Regions from separate parts of the Rattus norvegicus genome. Here region 2 is linked to region 1. Evidence: chromatin contacts called from public Hi-C data. All regions are on one chromosome and are shown on one strand. Each heading gives the region's core, a stretch centred on a gene start, on an enhancer-like site or on the middle of the called end of the contact. The rest is flanking DNA. Distances are from core to core; before and after follow the strand shown. Region 1 holds the start of Ptprm (protein tyrosine phosphatase, receptor type, M). Region 2 holds the start of Lrrc30 (leucine rich repeat containing 30).

Region 1 (3,793 bases), core at 648-3,147:
TCCAGATAGAAAAGAAAAGGTGTTTCCATCCATAGCAAAATGATCCTTTAAGGATCTTTAAGAAGAATACCGCTGAACCATATAAATACTTTCAGCCACCTCCTTAGACACAATTTAAAACTTCGTCACAATGATACTCGACACAGCTTAAATTTAAACAAATCCTATCTAAGAGACTTAGGCATGTTAATAATGAGAAAACATCACCAAGGCCTTCTTCAAACTTAGCTTTTCATCCCGAGTTACGAGGCTCCCAAACTGAACACGTTCCTTTATTACTCACTAATAAGAACACAGCCAAAATCTGTATCCACTTTATATCACACAGCTGTGCCTGCCTCAAAGCCTCTTCAGCAGCGCGATTTCCACACTGTCAGGGAGATACTAAACTAGAGGAAGCGCGGTTCTCTATGGAAGTTGGCGGCCGTTTGGGTTTCTTTCAAGGCACTGTACAGCTGAGTACCCGCTCTCCTCCTTCTCTGCCACCAGCTATGCTCAAGGGTCTTGCTGCTCAGCACCAAGCCTGATAGAACCTTCTGTGCCTATGAATTCAAAGGACCAGCATCCCACGATGCCCAGAAAGTCAAACCTGATGCTTTCTCTGGCCAGAGGTCTATGTGCCTTTAATATTTGCAAACGGCACTCCTTACTTTAATGAAAGTTCCCTTCACCAATTTTTTTTAAAAACCCAATTTATTCAGCCTTCCCGAAAACACATAAAACCCCACTTTGCAATTCTTGTTCAAGGTTAAACGCGGCCTTTTTATTAAAAGAGAAAGGTAAAACTCCACTGCCACCATCGCGTGTGGACATTCATGAAATTAACAAACACGAGGAAGTGTGCGCATGTTGTCAGCGTTTGCCAAGCATCCACGTGCGTCCTCCTGGGACAGAAGATCCTAGAAGCCCTGGCACTCTGTGCCACCTTAGGTCTTGCGCCTGACCCTGACTCAAGTCCACATCCCTCTGTCTCCACCAAGAGCTCCTCAAGGCTCGCGAAGCCTGACTGAGCATAGCCTCGGGTTGGCTTGGTGCACACAGCCAGTCCGCTCCACTCCTTTCAGCTGGGATCCCAGCGCAGCCCGGCTGGGTTAGCAAGTTATCACAACCCCCGCTGCACACCATTAGGGAGGCCGAGGGTGGGTTCTGGGCTCCCAGCCACAGTGGCCAGGGCTTGGGGAGAGGCAGATTCCTCTAGGGTCTTGGAGACCTCCCGCGGTGCAGAAAGAGACCGCTGGCACAGGGAAGCCCTGCACCCGTGGGGACCCGCTGAGGTCGCCCACCGCGCCGGGCAGGGGGAGGCAAGGAGGTCAAGTTTGGGGAGGTCGCGGGCTACACCACTAGGTTTGGAGGTCGCTGCGGGCACAACTGAGCACTGGCAGCCCACCCCGGCCGCCACCGGGGTCGAGAGGCCCGCGCAGCGCCTACTCCCGGCGGCTAGAGCGGGGAACTTCAGGCAAAGTTTTCTGCCTTTTCTGCCCAGGCCGCCCAGGAACACAGAGCCCCATGTACAAGTCCAGGCCCTATGGAGACATGGGGCCGAGATGGAGGTGCCTATGCCTGTGCCCGTGCTTGTCCTGCGGGCTCCTGCGTGCGCTGTGCGGGCGCCGGGGCTCGGCGGCTCTTTCCCTCCGGCCATCCGCCAGCCCCGCTCACCCGCTACGCGATGCCGGGTCGGGTCCTGCCTAACCCTGCCCGCCCCGAAGCTCGCCTCGGACTCTCTGACCCGGGGGTCGCCTACGTTTCAGGCGCCCCGGGAACGATAGTGGCGTCCCGCTTACCTGAAAATGTCTCCCCGGCCGCAGTTAGCAAAAGTCCAGCTAAAGTCACCAGGCAAGTCCCAAGTGTCCTCATGGTGCCGAGTGCGCGCCGGGCCGCCTCGGGGCGGCGGCGGCCGGTAGCCTCGGGAAGCCAAGGGGGACGCGAGCCTAAGCTGCAGGCTTCCAGGGTAGATACGACAGCAGCGAAACACCAGACCCCAAAGTGGCAACAGTTGCACAAGTCCGAAGTCCCGGGGCTCCGGGACGTGGGGACGGCGTCCTGGATCCTCTTGCCCTCCCTCTGGCCCCCGCTTAGAGTCTGGCGCCGCCGGGAGAGGGAGCGGAGGGCGCGCCCGGGGAGTCCAAATCCTCGCTGGGATCCGGTGCTCAGCCCGCCTAAGCGCTGCCCCTGATCCGGACCGAGCCGCCCGTGGCGCCGGGTCCGTGGCTGTGATCGCGCGCTTGCAGCCCGCCGCCTCTCCCGCAGCCCCAGCCACCTCGGGCAGCGGCGCGCCGAAGGCCGAGCCCGCGCCGGCTGCGCGCGGGGCTCCTGCTCCGCGACTGACTGGCGATGCCCCGCAGGCCGGCTGGAAGGAGCCCACGTCACGGCCGGGCCGGAGCCGCCGCGGCCCGCTAGAGGGCGCGAGCGCCCGTGTCCCCGGCCCGGGGCCAGCTCGGCCTGCGCGGCGCCTGCGGGCTCCGTGGGGCGGCCACCGCCAAGATGCGGGCGGGACTGGGCGGGCAGGAGCAACGGTCCGGGGCGCCACCCTCGACCCTAGCTCGCCCCGGCAGCGCCTCGGGTTTCCCACGCTGGCTTCGGGGACAGGGACCGCGCCCCAGCCAGAAGTTTGTCCCGGGTCACGGGCGGTGAGGAGTTGGAGCGCGCCAGGCACGGGGCGGCAGTGTCTCCGGCGGTGGCGGTGGTGGTGGCAGCAGCTGGCTCGTGAGCCAGGAAGCAGCCAGAGCCTTCAGCGCCCAGGGCCGCTCGTTCTGCAGCTTGCAAGGGGCATGCATGCCTCTGTGCCCGAGCCCAGAGCCCGGAGAGCAGGACGCGCTTCTGCTGCTCCACTGTGTGGTGTCGCCACCAGTGGAGCCCGGAGCTCGGAAGGCAGCAGTCGCATGGAACCAGGGATTGAGCAGAACCGGCGATTTCTGCAGCTGGTGCAAATGGAGAGTGAATCGGTGTCTTGAAACATTTTAATTCGCCATTTGGGGTCCGAGATGACTATTTTATTAAGTGAACAAAAACGCTATCAATGATTAAATTGAAAGTAAAAATTCAAATTTTTAATTTTAATTTTTTAAAAAAGCTGTTCATCATCTTGCTGAGTCCCGCCATTAGGGCACCTGTAGGCTATTTACCAAGCGAACTGCGGGCCACGCTGGTTAAACTAAGATCCCAATTTGTGTTCTGATGTATGTAAGTAGGTTAGAGCTCCACAGCGCGGAGCCTGGAGATCTCACATTGCCTCTCCTGTAGGACCTTTGCACAGTCCTTGGCTGCTTTTTTGGTGCTTTCAAGACCAAAGAAATAAAGGACTCTCTCACTCCGGTGGTTGAAGGCTTTCCGGTGGCCCCAGAACCAGCCAAAGATGGCTTTTGTGATCATTTCTCAAGACATATGTGGCCCGGTACTTCTGTGTCTGCCACACCAAACACATAACCAGCGTGTTCTTCAGGCATTCCCAGGAGGATCCCATGAGGCCTTCAAGTCTCCGTGTTAACCATTTACTTACCATCATCCTATGAGGCCACTAGCATTAATCAGAATTCTAGTGAGCTTGGAAGGGAATTTTTGAAGTCTCATGCTTAATTCAAGAAAAATCAACAAGTGACTTAGTTCTAATCTGCAACCTGACCTTTTATTTTTTTTTGAGAAAATTACATTGTATAAGATAATTCAGATTTGCTTTTTAAAAGCGGATGGTGACAGACACCTCCACCCCCACTCCCACCCCCACCCCAATGTTATAAAAAGGTAAAAACCAACTGTGGTCTCATTGATTTCCCTGTAACATCTTTAAGTTGGATGA
Region 2 (3,527 bases), core at 506-3,005, 280 kb after region 1:
CATGGCTTACCTTGTCTTTGAGGGAATAGCGAAAGCAGAAAGGGGCAACTGTTGGGGAAGGGACTGGAAAGAAGACTGAGGCTCCACACTGAGACCATCTTGTTTATTCCCTGAAAGTCATGATGCCATCTGGTTGAAACCAGCACACACAACCATAAATAGCCCGATACAGATCCTGTAGGCATCATAAAGGAATAGTTCCTATGATCATTTCCCCAAAACCCAAAGGGACAGCTTTGCCTGTTTTGGTCCCAGACAGCACTGAGCCTGCTCCTCTTTACCCTCTCACCTTGAAGGAAGCTTGCTTGGGGCTGACACAGGAACCTGTCTTGCTGTTGCCACCTCACTGCCAGTTACTGGTTACCAGTTACCAGTTGGAGTATAAAATACCCAGAAAGTAGACAGTTTCCACCCTTTCCACCACACTTGGCACACGGGACATAGAAGTATATATTTGATCTTGGAATTACATCAAGTTTGACTTATCACTCATACTACCAAGAGCTAAGTCTTGCCATTTGAGTAGTTTGTTCCTTTTGGTAAAACCCAAAAGCCTGCTTCAAGTCAGGCTTTGGGTGAGATGAACGTATTTTCTTGGTCAGGGATACCAGGATACTAAGGACGGATAAGGTTAAAAGCAAATGTCTCACCTGGGCCAATGCTGTACAGCAGCTTATCACATGGGAGCCCAGCGCTGACAGACACTACATTAGAAGGTTTAAACTAGAGACGGACCCCAGCTAACAGAAGCTGCATGAGCTGACCCTTGTCCATGTGTCTGACATCCGCCTCAGTTGTGCTTTTTGTCCTTCAGGTAGCTGTAAAGCATCTCCAGGCCGCCCTCCACCAGCTCCGGCAGGGGCTTGGATAAAGGATTATGGGAAATGTGCAGCCCCTTGTCCATGGGATTCCACGCAATCCTCCCCAGTCTGCACAGCAGGTAGAGTTCATCTGGGAGGGTCTGGATGTCGTTATTGTTCAGGTTCAGCAGCTCTAGGCTGGTGACTAGGCAGAGCGACCTGGGGAAGGAGTGGATGTTGTTGCTCTCTGCGATGAAGATCTGCAAGCTAGCCAGGCACTGGATGCTCTCCGCGATGTTTTCCAGGCGGTTGGAGCCCACGTGCAAGAAGTCCAGTTCCTTCAGAGAGAACACGCAGAGGGGGATGTGAGCGAAGTAGTTGTTGCTGAGGTTCAACTTCCGGAGTCTGGCGAGGTCCGCAAAGCTGGCCGGGAGCTGGGACAGGCAGTTGTGGGACATGCTCAGCACTTCCAGGTTCCTGCAAAGGCTGAGCTCGGCCGGCACCTCCGCCAGGCAGTTCATGTTGAGGAAGAGGACCTTGAGGCTCTGGAGGAGACTGACTTCTTTGGGGAGACTCTTGAGGCAATTCCCACACAAGTTTAGGACCACGATCCGGGTCAGCCTGCCCACCTCAGGGGGTAGCACTCGGAGCTGGTTGTGGGACAGATTGAGTTTCTGGACTTCCAGCAAGCCCCACAGAAAATCTGGGATGTCTGTCATCCCTTTCGTGACTAGGCTAAAGCTGACATGACGCATGCCGCGCTTCAGCAGGGACCGTGGGTCCTTCCCCAAGAGCAGGGTATCGTCCCACGAGGAGAACTTCTGCCTCTTCCCCACCAGAAATCTCTTGGGGTCCTTGTCATCGGAGCTGGCCCTGGACTGTTTGACCCCCATCGGATCTTCCTTTCCTCCTTCAAGGTTAGATGTTTGTCCTGCCTGATCTCCCAAAGGTCAGACTGTGGCGGGCAGTGGCAGTGCGGAGGCGAAGACAGAATATGGCCAGGGGATCCTAGCATGGATGGAGTTTGTCTTACCAGGCCTTGCAGATGACCAAGTCAGAAACCTGCGTGGCTGCCCGAGAGCTGTGCCTGGTCCTGGGGGTGTGCTGATGTGGTTTCTCTCTGAGTGGACAGGCTGTAATAGTAGCCTTGTCCCTGAGGCTTCCAAACAGAACTGCTCACTTCCCTCTGTGCACCACAAGACAGCTGTCACTGTCATTCTGCTGGAGTATTACTGACCTGGTATGTGCTCACAGGTTACAGGAGAGGTTTCATATAACTGCTCTCTCGGCTCTTCTTTGGTATCGCAGTTGAGCAGGGTGATTAACAAATGCGGCTAGAAAAAGAAACAAAGTAGAAAATACAGCTGACTGCACCAACAGCGATCCCTGGCTGAGGGAACTGATCCCAGAGAGAGCAACTATTGCAGCTTGCCTGGGCACTATAGGTGGAGTTAGGTTTCCAGAGCCAGGGCTCATCGGATGTTGTCACTGTGCCCACTGCAAGTGTCAATGAACTGTGCTGGTGAAAAAATAGCAAAAGCTGCCCGGACACTTGGCCCTGCCCCAGGCAGAGGTTCTCACTGTGCCTGCCAGGGTGACTTAGTGAGGAGGGTCAGTTTCCCTCACTGCTGCTGTAACTACAGGAGCTCTGGTCCCTCTGTGAAATGACAGAGCGACACTTCAAGTGCAGGACACTCATTATTCTTCAGGGGTGGTTCCATTCCCTGGTTACCTACCATTTCTGTCTCTCTGCCTTTCTGTGTGTCTCTCTTACTATCTCTGTCTCTGATTTTCTCTCTGTCTCAGTCTCTGTCTCTGATTTTCTCTGTCTTTCTGTCTCTGTCTGTCTCTGTATGTCTCTATCTTTTATTTTCTCTGTCTCTCTGTCTCTGTCTCTGTATGTCTCTGCCTCTCTGCCTCTGATTTTCTCTGTCTCTGTCTGTCTATGTCTGTCTCTGTCTCTCTGTGTGTCTGTCTCATTGTCTCTGTCTCTCTGAGTCTGTTTTTATCTCTCTGTTTCTCTCTCAGTCTGGCTCTCTCTGTGTCTCTCTTACTGTCTCTGTCTTTTTCTGTCTCTCTGTCTCTCTGTGTGTCTGTCTGTCTCTGTCTACCTCTCTGTGTGTCTGTCTCATTATCTCTGTCTCTCTGATACTCTCTCTCTCTCTCTCTCTCTCTCTCTCTCTCTCTCTCTGAAGGCTAATTCTACCCTAAGTGTGCAGGGTTCATGGCTGCTCCTATAAGTTGCCGAAGTGTACCTCGCAAAGTTCACAGAATCGAAACCCTGACTTTTCAGAATGTATTTAGTGACATAGGCACATGAGGACCCAGTGAGGAGAAGACAGATTTCCATAAGCTCAGAAGAGGACTCCCAGGAGGATCACCTGACCTCAGTGAATTCTGTCCTCAGATCTGTGAGCAAAGCAAACATCTGAGGTTGAGCTATGCCGTCCAATGCCTGTTCTGGCAGCACTGCAAACGAATGTGCTTGGGTAGAGATGGACACTTTGCACAAGTGGAAAATACTAAAAATTATCTATTTCTGTGAATGGAAGGGAAAGGGCTAGCCAGGTGATGATATCGCTCTGAGGAAGGGTCTGGCAGTGTTCATGATGGACCCAGGAATGCATGGCTCTTGCTGGCCCCAACCCCGCTAACCCTTGGATGCTGCTCTGGGACCCTGATCTTGCCCCACTGCCCACCACCCAGGAGCTCAGCAAGCTTCTACCC

What was found. A called contact is a pair of places that touch in the nucleus more often than the background predicts.
Region 2: a Hi-C map of liver shows a contact between it and region 1, with 7 times the contacts expected there. The contact joins the promoter of Lrrc30 here to the promoter of Ptprm in region 1. A contact is called at or near these places in 3 of 12 Hi-C or Micro-C datasets (hepatocytes, liver and psoas muscle).

Annotation. Positions count from the first base shown.
Region 1 is chr9:114,788,580-114,792,372 of GRCr8, forward strand. It overlaps Ptprm (protein tyrosine phosphatase, receptor type, M), which reads right to left and starts at 1,898. Exons shown (of 33, transcript NM_001168632.1): 1 at 1,782-1,898. The coding sequence starts at 1,854.
Region 2 is chr9:115,071,176-115,074,702 of GRCr8, forward strand. Lrrc30 (leucine rich repeat containing 30) reads right to left here and starts at 1,756. Exons shown (of 1, transcript NM_001399306.1): 1 at 88-1,756. The coding sequence starts at 1,693. The coding sequence ends at 791.